Linked DNA regions of Zea mays: region 1 is linked to region 2. A link is a contact called in public Hi-C data. All regions are on one chromosome and are shown on one strand. The core of a region is the stretch at or near the end of the contact, and the rest is flanking DNA. Distances in the headings are between cores, read along the strand shown. Region 1 holds the start of LOC103641750 (probable WRKY transcription factor 34). Region 2 holds the start of LOC100276570.

Region 1 (7,408 bases), core at 1,056-3,555, 270 kb before region 2:
CCTTTCAAACGTTCGATGCCTTCTGTAGCTGTTGGGAGGCCGGGGCCCTCTAGGATCCATGGGACCTCCGTGGTCTTTGAGACACGAGGATCCTTAGGTCACCTCCAACAAATTCTCTATCTTGTCTCTTATCTTATTCTTATAACAAACTTCGCTCTTTAAATAGTGTTAAACAATGTTATCTATAGTTGTACGTCCTCTATTTTATACGATCCACCGAATACAGTCTTATACATTTTGCTCGGAGCTATCAAGGTTGTAGAGTCGTCTGGGCTGGTGTGGCGTACCGTGGTACCATCCGTGTCCGAGCTATCAAGGTTGTAGAGCCAACAATGCCTTGAACATTGGTGATAGAATTTGAAAACTAAATCAAATACAAAATTGCTTAAATTCTTACAAAGGACACGTACGAGACTACGAGAGCCTCTTTGCTTTATGGTGAGGATGTCGTACTCCTACATCAATCCCACCATCCCAGCCGGGCCTGTACTCGTCGGGAACAAGCCTATCAATTCATGTCTGCACCTCGTCGCGTACATAAAAAAGATCGAGAGGCCCGGCCCCGCGCGATCAGGTACCACCGCTCCATCATTTAATGTCCAATGCTCGCTAATCGTGTAATGTTTCGGCTTATATAACGATAAATTACCGTACCTTAACCTAATCTTTCTGGCTTTAATTTACCGTCATCGTACACCAGGAGTGACGTTACGGTTGAGATGTACTACTTGCGTTATTATTTTCATCTGACTCTTCATATCCTCCGATGAGCCAACGGTTACTCTATACCGCATCATCGTATCCAACGCTCCATATCCGATTCTCACGCTGTCGTAGCTTCGCGCCCATCTCTTTCTTTGTGAGGTTCAAACTCACAAATGTGCGTGAAACCAAAATTTGAAACTCTATGAATGAAGCAAGAATCATATGCCAGGCAAGTTGAGGAAAAGAAACGATTAGGCTTCAAGAGCTGTACACAAGCTACTAATGTATGAAACAAAAAGAAAAAGTCAACATAATCCCCTCATCTTTAGAGGTCTATTTCACCCCTCATCTTCAAAATCAGTTGAACTTTACAAAACCGAAAAAATAACCTTCTTGACGATTTTAGTGAGTTGTTTCGCTGATGTGATATTGTCACTGTGACACCAAATTTATCTTTTTTCAGTTATGTGATCTGGTAGTATCTAAATTTTATAAAATTTTACTTACAACTTGATAACCAGGCATTATTTTTCATTCTAATTTTTAAATAATTTTAGGAGTAGCAACTTAATTACTAAAAATAAAAAACTACATAAAAAGAGTTTAATATTTTTTTGTCCAAAAAATATTTCTTATCTTCTAATGCTAAAGTGGATTTTCTTCTCCTTAGTAACTAAATCAATTACACTTAGCAAATAGTAATGAAAAGATCCCAAAATTTTACATAGCCCTCCTATATGCTAAAATAATTTATACAAACATTTCTAGTTTTCTAAACACTTTAAATATAGACTCATTACTTACACAAATGTTTCTGTGAACATTACATGAGTCCATATTTAAAGTTCACATAAAATTACGAAAAAATTTGTGCAAGTTATTTTAGATGAGAGTAGGACTGTGTACAAACTGGACAACATTTATTATTGTTTGCTAAGTGTTTCTAAAAACAAATATAAAATTAATTTAGTTAGTTTTCATAATAGAGGCCACTTAAATTGCTTAATAAACCCAACCAAAATTTTAGTAGTTTAGTAATTATATTAGTTACTTATAATAAAATTTTTAGCCTCAAAAATATGTAAATTTTGAATACTTCTGAATCACAGAACTAAAATAGACAAAATCGGTGCTACAGTGGCAATGCCACATCAGTAAAACTGCTCAGAGATTGTTTGGTCACCTCACAACAAACTAATCTATAATTGATTATTTTTCTTTAGTAGCTATATGTACATTATAATATATTGCTTGCATACATCTAGATGAGATGTTTAATATGATCGTAATACTACTTTATCTTTATACTTTATATGATGATGTTTCTACTTAGATGGTCCCCTTTTATCTTGTATTTTAAATAAAATTTGAAAATAAAAATGAGAGAAAGGTTATTAGGATCAATCCCGTTCGTTTCATCTCTACCAACAACGGCAGAAAACAAGCTGCCGAATACGCCCGCATGCTCTAATCCAAACAAACAACAAACAACAAACCCAAAAGTTATATTTTTTAAGGAAAGAAATCCGAAGCAAATGCAGTTTGCGACAGGGATAAAACGATGTCCGTTTCTCTCTCCACACCCGCCCGTCTCGACTCTCGAGTCCCGAGGGATCCTTCCGCTCCACCATTCTCTTGGTCAAACCGCCCCTCCTCCTCCGCCCCTCACCCTGCTCTCTCTCTCTCTCGTTCTCAGCCTCTGTTCCAGTGTTCCTTCCTCCTCCACTCTTTATTATATTTTACTCTTCTCTCTCCAGCGTAAAAAACAAATCGTGCTGTGCGAACGATGAGAGAGAAAAGAGAGACGGAGGCAAGTAATGGCAGGAGGAACCTTCTTTTCCTGACTCCCTGTGGCTGCAGAGTGCCCATCATTTGTCCCTGATCCTTGTGCTTCGTTCCTGTTGCGCTTTCCTTGGGCCATCGGTAGACTGAGCCGTCGCGAAGCCTTCCCGTTCCCACAAGGGGTGTGGCGTGGAGCGAGCCTCGCCACCACTGGGCTCCTCCGGCGACCTCCTCCCTCCAGTCACAGGTTCGCGTTCCATCCCCATTCCCCCTCGGTGGCTCCGTCAATGAAATGAGCTCTCTGTTTCTCGGCCTGCCATTTGTCGCGACGCGAGGGGATTCGGTTGTATCCTATCGAGCCCCCTCGCGTGTTTTCTCGTTGTATGGCCCGAGTTTGTCTGTTCTTACGTGGACTGCTCCAGAAATTTTGGCACAGGATTTCCTATATTTCTTTCTAAATACAATGTCGTTCACTTCTGGGTCGTCAGTATCTTATTGAATATTTCTGTATTTTTTTCTTCTTTTCGTCACCCTTATGTTCTCTTCGAGGAGATGTTTTCGTCATTGTCATCTTAAGTCGATCTATCATTCTGAAGAGCTCTTGCGAAAGGCTGTTCCATGTTGTTTATGCGTATGCGCTTCGAGCTCCGAGCCACAGGAGAGTCCCCCACTCACAGGCAATCACGCAACGATTTGGATCCATGCCATTTCTTTTTCCTGGTCTTGAAGTGAATGGGATGGAACAGCCACGTTCCATTTTATTTGTTTTTATATTTATTCGTGGGGAGTGTGCCGGTCGCATCGACTTTAACATTTCGTGTTACACCACGGTTATTATGAGTTGTCGTTTACTCACATCGACACGGTTCCTGTTTTGGAATCAGCTCCACGGAGAATTTTGAGTTTGTGGGAAAAAAACTGATGATAATTGGACTGGGAATATAGTGTCTCTGATTAGAAGTATAAAAGTTGGTGTTCTTCCAGTTGGAGGAGATTGCCTGCCATCTCTGAGAAATCTCTGGTACTTGTTAGCGCTACCACTGAAATCCTTTTTCTTTTTTTTTTCCCTTCAAATAAACCTGTTGCAGGCTGTCCTGTACTCCCGTTTCACCTGTTTCGCTCTCCCGCGAGCTCTTGATGCATTTGGATCCTGGTGCTCAAGACTCCTGTGAACTTAACCGATTTCAATCCATCGTTTGCTTTTGTTTTGTTTCAACTGGAAAATGTTTCTCCTGATATCTGTTCATCAAAACAAATATCATATCACTACCGTTGTCAGATTCCCGTTGCCTTTGGATATTGTCCTTGTCTACCTCTGTAAATCTGAAGCTAATGTCCAGACAGAACATACATTGACTTAGTACTGAGACGTAACTATTTTTTCACCCCCATTAGGTTGAGCAATCCAAGCTGAGATGGAAGGCCATGTAGCAATGGGGTGGAAGGATCCTAATCCAGGCCAAGAATCTTCCATGGTCTTCCAATCCAGAGCTGTTCGGCCAGACACCGTAGAGGGGCACAGCAACGAGGACGTTGAAGCCGGATTTGAGAAGCATGGCTTGTCAGCCGCCTTAAACTCGCCTCAGCACGAAGGCCGATCACTGCCACTGACCCCACAGTTTGGCCAGAACTCCAGTCCTGGAAGCAGCCTCGCCGAGAGGATGCAGGCAAGAGCCGGATTCAAGGTGCCGAAGCTGAACATGCCTTTCAGCACGGTAGCTGGAGATGATAGTTCAGTGCCAGGAGCTCCATCGCCCTACCTCACGATCCCGCCTGGCTTGAGCCCAGCAACGCTGCTGGAGTCACCTGTCTTCATTTCGAATGCCCTGGTATGTGCTGTTCTTTTCTATAGGGCGTGAACACGTACCAGAATTACTATTTGCTTTCGCCTATGGATGCTGAATTGGCAGTTCAAGAATGCTTGCTTTATCGAACTTTTGACCTCTCCGGGGGAGTTCGTGAAAGATCTACTTTGGTTCCATGACCAATTCTGCTTTGTTTTCGTTCTAGCATGCGGTCTCTTCTTTCCAAACAGGCTTCCGTTTGTTTTCTCAAAAGCAGAAAATAGTAATGATATCATCCAAATATTTTCAAAGTTTTTCTTGAAAGCAGTAATATGATGACCGATCTCTTTGCCTTCCATAGTTTATATAGCAATGTATACCCCACACTTAAGATCCAAATCCCCCCCCCCCCCCCCCCCCCCTATGTACTACTTGGAAACTCCAGTACAATAGCTGTTAATGTTGTCAAAGCTGGATAGAAAATTCATGTGTTTGCTCAGTTTATATTCATATATGTGTTTTGAATCATCGTGTAATTCATATGTAAATTAACTAAGGAGGTACCAACTAGGACAATTATTTTTTACTGAACTCTGATCGAAGCTATTTCTTACCTGACAACAATGTTTTTGTTTCTCTTGCAATTCTTCAGGGACAAGCCTCACCAACCACGGGGAAGCTATTCTTGTTTGGTAGCACAAATGACAACGATCCTATTCGACCTGGAGGCCCTCCAGTTGGAGATGGCACTGATGCTTTTTCTTTCAAGCCCTTAGATCTGAAATCCTCACACTACACTGCTGAAGTAATGAAGGTTAGTAGCATTTGAATAGTTCGTTCCTGATGACATTTGCTTGCATGGTGACGATTGAAGTCTAGTAATGTCTGAATACTTCCTAGGTTATTGCTGATAACATTTGCTCTGTGCTAATGATAAAAGTATCTCGAAACTTAGAAAGTATTTGTATAAACATGCGGTTTGCTGTGATGTTTGTTTCTGAAACTTTACTCCAAGTCTAGATGAGAAATCGGTTAAATCCAAAGTGTTTTTCTCTGGGATTCTTTTATCTGTTGCACGACCTGTAACAGATTAGTTCGTCTTTTTTTATAGCGAAGTGGCTGGTAATGTCAGTACTGCTGTTTTGCTGCATACTGTTCATACTAACTGGAGAAGACAAGGGACCAGCTAGATAATTTATAAGTCCAATAAAATAATTCTCACTGACAACCAAACAGTAGTTAGTCTTCCTGCAGTTCCAACAAATAAACAGATAAGAAAAATTCGTTCTGATTATATGTTCAAAATGTGAACGAACCATTTTATTTCCCTTGCTCCTGATCCAATACTGGTTTGATTTCATTTCCTTATATTTGTTCCACCAGGAACAAAATACGCAGTCTTCTGTGAAGACTGAAGCTAAGACTCAGGCAGTCCAAGAGGCTAATTTGCTGGGCCAACTGAACCAGCAGAATCACGATGGGCAGACAAACATGAATAGTGACGGTGCTCGTGACTCCAAGCTCAGCCGTCTTGCGTCTGGCACCGGTGCAGGCAATGAACACGCATCACCCCCGGATTACGGCCAGAGAGCCGAGGAAGCTGATGCGAGGGAAGACTACCCGGCGGCAATGGCCGTTACAGCGCCAGCGGAGGACGGGTACAGCTGGAGGAAGTACGGGCAGAAGCAGGTGAAGCACAGCGAGTACCCGCGCAGCTACTTCAAGTGCACGCATCCCAACTGCCTGGTGAAGAAGAAGGTTGAGCGCTCGCACGAGGGGCACGTCACGGAGATCATCTACAAGGGAACGCACAACCACCCGAAGCCCACGCAGAGCCGCCGGCCAGGCGCAGGCGCGCACCCGTTGGGCGGCGGTGCGCAGGCGGACGCAGCCGACAACCTGCAGGGGTCACAGGCAAACGCGGCGGAAGCCAACCAGGCGTGGCGTGCGGGTGTCCAGGATGGCGTGGACGCGACGTCGCCCCCGTCGGTTCCCGGTGAGCTCTGTGACTCGGCGGCGTCGATGCAGGTCGACTGCGCGGCCCGGTTTGGGTCCCCCGAGGGCGCGGACGTGACGTCTGCCGTGTCTGACGAGGTGGACGGGGACGACAGGGTGACTCTGACTCATGGCGGTGCCAACGCGGCGGAGGGCGACGAACTGGAATCTAAACGAAGGTAATAGAATATCTAATAATAATTTATTTAGCAGTGTCAGTCTAGAGCTGACCGTCTGTCTGGTTATTTCAGGAAGCTGGAGTCATACGCCATTGACATGAGCACTGCGTCGAGAGCTGTTCGCGAGCCTCGAGTGGTGATCCAAACGACGAGCGAGGTGGACATCCTCGATGACGGCTACCGCTGGCGCAAGTACGGGCAGAAGGTCGTCAAGGGCAACCCGAATCCAAGGTTTGTCAGGAGGAGGAGGAGCAGCAGCAGCAGCCTCTGAATTCAGAGCTCCATTTAGCTCCAATAATGGCATTTGCTCCGTGTTTACTTTGGTACGTATGTCCGTATGTGGCGCACAGGAGCTACTACAAGTGCACGCAACCGGGCTGCACGGTGCGGAAGCACGTGGAGCGCGCGTCGCACGACCTCAAGGCCGTGATCACCACGTACGAGGGCAAGCACAACCACGAGGTTCCCGCCGCGAGGAACAGCGGCCACCCGAGCGCCGCGGCGGCGCCAGGCGCGGGTGGCCCGCGCAGGCAGGAGCACCCGTCCGTGCACGACGGCCTGATGAGACAGCACCTGGGCGGCTGCGGCGTGCCGTTCGGCCTGCCGCCGCCGCCGCCGCCGCCAAGGGACCCGCTGGCGCCGATGCGCAACTACCCGACGTACGGCTTCACTGCCCTTGGCGCCGGCTCCACGTCACTGCCGAGCCTGCCGATGCTCCCGGTGTTGGCGCCGTCCTCCCTGCACCAGCACCCGCTGCTGAGGCACCGGCAGGCGGTGCAGGCTGCCGGTCTCGCGTGGCGCCCAAGGCCGACGTGAAGGTAGAGGGCAGCGTTGCCGGCGGCGGGATCCCGTCGGTGTACCAGCAGATGATCCGCTGCGGGCTGCGTCTGCCCCACCAGATGTAGATACTTAAAAGTGGAGAGGATTAGAGTGATTCTCAAGTTCGTTTCTTACCATTCCTGT
Region 2 (6,852 bases), core at 1,777-4,276:
ATAACAAATACAATAAAAGGGGGCAAACATGGCTATGAGAAGAACAATACAATGGGAAACTCACACTAGACATGAGTGGGGTTTATCAAAAGAGAGCTTAAGTGAGGAGGATGAGATAGTTGCTATCATTGTCATTCATAAGTCATCCACCACACCAAGGCTCTTCAACATGTTCGATGATGATGATTGCCCCTCACATTTGTATCATGGCAAATGGCGAGATGTTAAACCCAACCAAAATCCAAACCTCCTCCTAGTGATATATCTAGTGATGAAGAAATTAATCAAATAATTAAAAATTTGGATAAAAGACCAAGTTTTTCATCACTAAGCTAATATGGGAATTAGGGAGAGTACAAGATGAGCTAGAATCTACAAAGGACATTCTTATTGAACAAGAAGACCTTTATATTGCTAACAAGAAAGGTATTGCATTGGAGAGAAGTGAGGTGAACACATTGCACAAGGCTTTGGCCAAAGATCAAGAATCCCATGTTATCATAAAGAAAAAAACATATTCCCTTAAGCAAAAGTATTATGACTTAGATGGAAAGTATAAAGAGTGTGAGGAACAATATAGTATTATTTGCAATAACAATTCACATCTCCCCAAGGCAAAAGATTCTTTTACCCCTTCCATTAGCCAAGGTTGTGAAAAATGTTGCAATATTTATTTAAAAGTTTATACCACTAACCTAGCAAATATAGAAGCTGAGAAAGGAAATTGATATGCTAAACAAAACCATAAAAATGGGATGCATGGATTGAAAGCCTCAAAATAATGGCAGGAAGGTGGAATAACCAAAAGACTGCAATATAAGAATGGGAGGCATCCATCTCAACGATGAAATTGGGCACAGAGAAGGTACCAAGGCCAATGGAAGGAAGCTAGTACATGGTATTGAATGTGTAAAGTTTGAAAGAAGGGCTATATTGTTACAAATACAACATCTTAGAAGGGGTTTTGCATTATTCTAGTCTATGTTGATGATCTAAATATCATAGGATGTGCAGAGAATATTGAGGAGGAAATCATCTGCCTCAAGATAAAGTTTTAAATAAAAGACTAAGGGAATATCAAGTTCTATCTAGGCCTGCAAATACAAGGTCTCCTAAAGAAATTTGAGTACAATAGTCAACCTATTTGAAAAAGGTTCTTAAGAAATTTAACATGACAAAGGCACACCCTTTAAAGACTCTGATGGTTGTATGGTCCCTTTAAAGGATAAAAACCCCATTTAGTTCAAAGGCAATTGTGAGGAAACTTTGGGACTAGCCGTCTTGTATATTAGTGCTATTGGAACACTGATGTATCTTGCAAATTGCACTAGACTTGATATTACATTTATAGTAAATTTGCTAGCACGCCATAGTGCAAAACCAACCCAAAGACAATAGGTCAATGTTAAGACAATACTAAGATACCTCAAAAGCACTCAAGATCTTGGCATGAATTTTCTAAAGAATTAGTACCAAAGCATCATGGCTATGAGTAGGTCAGATATCAATCCAATCCCTACACCAGATCTTAGGTTGATTTTATGTTTCTCTTTGGTGGCATTATGTTTTATGTAAATCGAGAAAACAGACCTTAGTAACTATATCTACTAGCTACTTAGATATCCTAGCACTTTATGAAACCACATGGGAATATGACTAGCTATGGCATATGATTGGTTATATCTAAAAGTCATGTGATTTCAAAATCATTGAAAATTCCATCATTATGTGAGGATAATGCAGCATGTGTTGCACAAATGCAAATGAGCTATATCAAAAGTAATATGATAAAACATATAACTCTTGATAGTTTTTATCCTCATGAACACTAGAAGCAGGGTGAGATGATTATTGTGAAAGTTAAATCTTGTGACAATCTGTATGGTTTATTCACTAAATTCTTACCAGCAACAATGTTTAGAAAATATGTAGCAGTATTGGTATGAGGCATATGAGCCTGTTCGCTTGGCTTTAATCCGTACCAGTTTCTACTGCTTCTACAATGTTTTTATCTTTGTGAATTTGTAACTTCAACAGTCCAAACAGTCGACTTTAATTCGAAGCGAACAACACAACCGTTGTTCGGTTTGCTTGCTTGATGTGTTGTTTTCTATTGTTTCTAAAATATATTGAGCCTTAGGATAGCGACAGCAGCAGCACAAGCGGCTTTAAGCCCAAGCGATTAAGGATGTATTTGGTTGGACGTATAAGAAGGGATGGAAGTGGGTGGCCACATTTTCTATAGTGTTTGGATGAGAGTCACACGAGAACAAGGTTAACACGAAAGCAATTGTTGGTGGCGGCGTGATCCAAAAAATCGAGTGAACGATGTCGCCCCCGCCTCATACTAATTTGATCTCAAACCAAACACATCCGAAGGAGATACTTCTAATCACAAGCCTAAGTTTGGGTCCAAAAGATCTTAATTTTTAAATCTTGAAGATTGCTGTATCACGAAGACTTTGTACTATTTTCTCATCACGAGTTTTTGTGAAGTTTCTCATGGATGTTTTTTAACAAGGCAATAAGTGTAATATATTTGACGACACAATGCATTTTTTTCTATTTTTCTATTGGGGTTTTGAATTTTTTTATGAGACATGGGTTTGTCACGGTATTACGAGGAGTGAGTGCTCAGAAACCTTAAAAGGTTGGCTTACTTCTTTGATGAGGCTATATATATGGATTCATGCTCTCTTATAATAAAATATATTATAAATCTTTCTATATATTTATTTTCTATGTATTTTCTTTATCGTGTTGCATGATAAAAAAAACGAGATCCCTGTATCTTCACACGTGCTGATTTCTTCTAAAAAGAAAGATGTGGGATCAAAGATCCTGTGTATAACAGTTCGTTGCAATTCCAACTTCGCAAGGCCCATAAGCGGCCCACAACCTTCCTTTTTCTCGGAGATTGCGGTCTACAATGGGCCCGAACCCAACAAAATTTGGGACGGAATCCGCATTCCCGGGCCCGGAGTCATCGCGTTCGTTAACTAATCTCTCTTCTTCCTTGACGAACACCCTTTCCTTCCTCGGCTTCGTTTCGTGCTTTCCTCAACCTCCCCACTTCCGTGGCGCGCAGTTTGTCCGCTGCTTCACGGAAATTCCTACGGGACCTGTATATATTCGCTGCGCAGGCGGCCCCGCCTCCGGCCGTTGTTGTCTCCGCTCACCCCGCCAGTATCCCGGCGTCCCAATTCCAGGAACTTTCGTCGCGTCAGGTGCGTGATTTCTCCATCGCTCTAGGTTGGTCCGATTTATTTCGGAATTTCCTGTGAAATTTCTGGTTTGTTGTGACCGAGAGCGACGTCCTGTAGTGTAGTTCCTTGGAATTCTGTTTGGCCGAATGCTTAGGAGGATTGTTGGAGTGTGAATCAAGGCCAGGAAACTATAAAATTGTATGCGTTTGGGTAGGATGAAACATAGAACCGAACCCGGGGAGCCTGATTTCAGGAGCCCAGCCGCCTTCACAATCGGGTTTCCTTGTCTTTCAGCACATAGGGTTTAGACAAAAAAAGGGTGAAATTAGCATGCCTAAATTGGAGTTCACAATCAGGGCAGAAAATTTAGGCCAGTATCCTCGAGAGCCTCCTCGCGATTCTGATATGCATTGGGGCGAGGTACCTCAATTTGGAGATGCAAATAAGTTAGCCGATTTGCGCCTCAAGGACATTACAATAGCCGACTTTGATATTGGCGTTAGGACAGAGAATCCTGTGCGATCCCCTCCAAAGTTGCCTTTCGATAAGAAGGCAGTGGTGGTGCCCAAGTTGGCCCTCCCCTGGCTAGGACCACTAGATAAGTTGTTTGTAGAGACGTCACCAAGGAAGCTGTGCAGATTAAGGAGGTGGAGAAGAGTAAGGAGGCAGTCGCCTGACAATCCGTTGCAGCTCAACATCAATTATTTGGTGCTAGCGACGGGCTATTCACTAGGCATAATTGGGATGAAGACTGTTGGAGATTGTAATAGGAAAAGAGTTTGGGTGAAGGATTTTGGTTTTGCAGGAAAAGGGTGCAAGGCACAAAGAAGGGCTGTTAGGGACAGGAGACATGCTTCCTTTGCCGAATCTTACTTGATAGCATCTGATGCAGGTGATGCTTTTAGCAACTACAAGCATAGAACAATGTTGATGCACTATGATGTGGATAGAAGTGAGGACCGGCAAAGTGAGGAGGTTCAGTCAGCATACAGAAGGGACAGTGACATTGGTGAGGAAATGATAATAAGTAGCGAAGAGCAAAATGATGAAAATGAATGGAGCTGGGTGAATCAAGATAGAGATGGTGGTCCTCTTGCTGAATCGGTTTCTTCACTTCATATGACACAGCAAGTCCTTGAAAATGGTAAACATCTTATATTTCTTCATGTTTCTTATGCACTTCTTTTTAAGTTGCTTTTGTGCCTTCTCACACTTTAAACTTCAACCATCTTAGATTTTTTTTGTGGCTTGTTTAATACTGTGACTTAATTAAGTAACACAGTACAGGCACTGTATTTTTCCGGTACTTCGAAAGTTGGAATTTCATGGTGTTCCAGGTTTGCTTGCTGAAGTAAATTTCTACACAGCACTCTCTTTTTAAATCTGTTGCTTTTTCCAAACATATCTGTGCTGACTTTGCTCGTGCACCACGTTTATTTACTAAATAGGTTGTTTTCTTCATTTATATGTTATGGTAGTTTTCTACACCTCCTCCTGAATAATGTACGAGTAATTGTGTCTTGTTCAGTGCCGCATTATGCAGCACTTGGCAAAGTATGCCTAAGGTCATGGCTATCACTTCCTGCCTTCCCTTTTCTATTTTTTTTTTCAATCCGTAGACCCATACAATGATCAATTCTGATAGTATGCAGTATGCTTTCCACATCAGTAACAGATTTGCTCTCACTTCATTTTGGAAAGAAAAGTAATGGTTTGTTTATTCACAATATAGTATAAGGGACAAGTGTGCACTTCTGGAGTATTTGGACACTTTGGCTAGTTCTAGTTGTAATGGATCACATAACTCTAGTGGTTCTTGGTTATAACAAAGCTGTGCTATCCTATTTATTATTGAGTTATTCTTTCCATAGATACCACTTGATTACCGTTATTTTTTTTTAAAATTATTTAGTCTTTAAGCTCTAGTTTATGTTTGTATTAACCACCTCTGGGTTTTTTGTGCTGCTCAGAGATACAAAAATTATCAGAACTTGGCAAAGAACTTGAGGCGGAGGAATCCACTTCTGGTAACAAAGACCAAGATGTGATCGTTTTGCCGTATGCAGAGGTCGATATGTTGAAATTGAATGAGAAGATGGAGCATCTTGAACAAAAAGTGAAAGAAGTGTCAAACACCATCAGAGAGAAAGACTTAAGGCTTTCCAAGCTTCAAATACTGATCGGTACTGCAGATAGGGCAACGGTGGAGGAGGCAGCAGCTAGCATCGACCAGCTAGAGACAGAGTTCGAGCACCATCTCCAGGAGATACTGGAAGCTGAAATCCAGTATCTGGTGATGATGAAAGCGAGGCAGAACTGGCAGGTCCGGGCAGAAGACCAGATGGCCTTGGAGGAGCACAGGGCGTCTGCTGCCGGGGACAACACCAGGATGCTGCTCAAGCTACGAGAGACGGAGAGCAAGATCGTGATGTTGAAAGAGCAGGTGGACAAGCTGGAGGTCCGGGAGAAGGATCTCTACCGGACGACCGAGGTCCTGAAGATGCAGAGCAGGACCTTCAAAGTGTCCCTCTTTGGCCTCGTCCAGCTGATAATGATGTGCCTGTCCCTGAAGATGTTCTTCGCGCAGGTCTCGGCGCCGTTTGACGAGGTTGTGCCGACATGATGATGCCCTGCCTCGTTTGGATGCATTCGTATCCACATGGATTGACGTGCTCAGTTGGTGTTCTCTTCCGTCTGTAACTTCGTTCGCCGGGTTTGTGATGTCTTAACGTGTATCTTACTGTAGCTGTAGGCCTGTAGCCAGCACCCAGCAGGTAGTATAGTTTCTTAGTCGTACATGCACTTGTGATGATATACGTCAGAAGCTACGCGTGTTCTGTAAAAACTAATAATGTAGGTCTGTGCATAAATTGGGTTCGATTGACAACTAGGCTAGCTGACGGTCTGCAGCTACCAAATCATGGATTAATTAGGCAAACTAAATTCGTCTCTTTATTTAGTCTTAGTTTTGTAATTTTATATATAATACTTGTAATTAAAATTTAAATATTCGATACGACATAGACTAAACTTTAGTCAAGGGAACCAAATATTTTATGAAGGGACTTTTCCGTTAGAAGTGGATTAAGGACATATATAACTTTATTTAATACCTTGTCTCTTGAAGGATCTCTAAGTGGTTCAATAAAAAAAATATAAGGTCACTGAGCAACCCATTTATGTAAAGTAAATAATCTACATCTGACTTGATACAAACCCGCACCACTAGCTTCTTACTTTATACCATTTCGAGGTGAGGATTGATTACTTGATCTAAAAAACTCCTAGTTAATGTGCATCAACATTGGAGTCGGTAGCTTCGTCTTCTGCCGCATGTTTCAAATCACTTATTCCTAGCTGCCAATACATGTGCCGAAATAGAGGAAAGAGTAGCAAACAAAACCATCATGACCTAGCATACGACAAAATTCTGTGGAGAGACTGTGTTTTACCCAGAGTCTCATCCATTTCATCACAATAACATCTCATCACATAGAAGTGTTGAATCCCATCTCATAAAAGTAAAGACTCACAACAATAACATAAGTCACAAGTCTCATAACACTAACATCAAAAGAAACATCGCTGTTGTCGATCATTACAAGGGAACTGAGACGAATTTTGTTTGCTACCTCCATTAGTGAAG

Evidence for each region. Hi-C and Micro-C count contacts between places; a contact is called where the count stands out from the background.
Region 1: a Hi-C map of leaf shows a contact between it and region 2, with 5 times the contacts expected there. The contact joins the promoter of LOC103641750 here to the promoter of LOC100276570 in region 2. A contact is called at or near these places in 4 of 25 Hi-C or Micro-C datasets (bundle sheath, endosperm, leaf and 1 more).

What each region holds. Positions count from the first base shown.
Region 1 is chr10:127,266,482-127,273,889 of Zm-B73-REFERENCE-NAM-5.0, reverse strand. LOC103641750 (probable WRKY transcription factor 34) reads left to right here and starts at 2,305. Exons shown (of 6, transcript XM_008665082.2): 1 at 2,305-2,734; 2 at 3,883-4,316; 3 at 4,924-5,085; 4 at 5,655-6,445; 5 at 6,518-6,676; 6 at 6,796-7,408. The coding sequence starts at 3,903. The coding sequence ends at 7,261.
Region 2 is chr10:126,999,970-127,006,821 of Zm-B73-REFERENCE-NAM-5.0, reverse strand. It overlaps LOC100276570, which reads left to right and starts at 3,026. Exons shown (of 3, transcript NM_001150328.2): 1 at 3,026-3,227; 2 at 4,099-4,350; 3 at 5,177-6,209. The coding sequence starts at 4,131. The coding sequence ends at 5,829.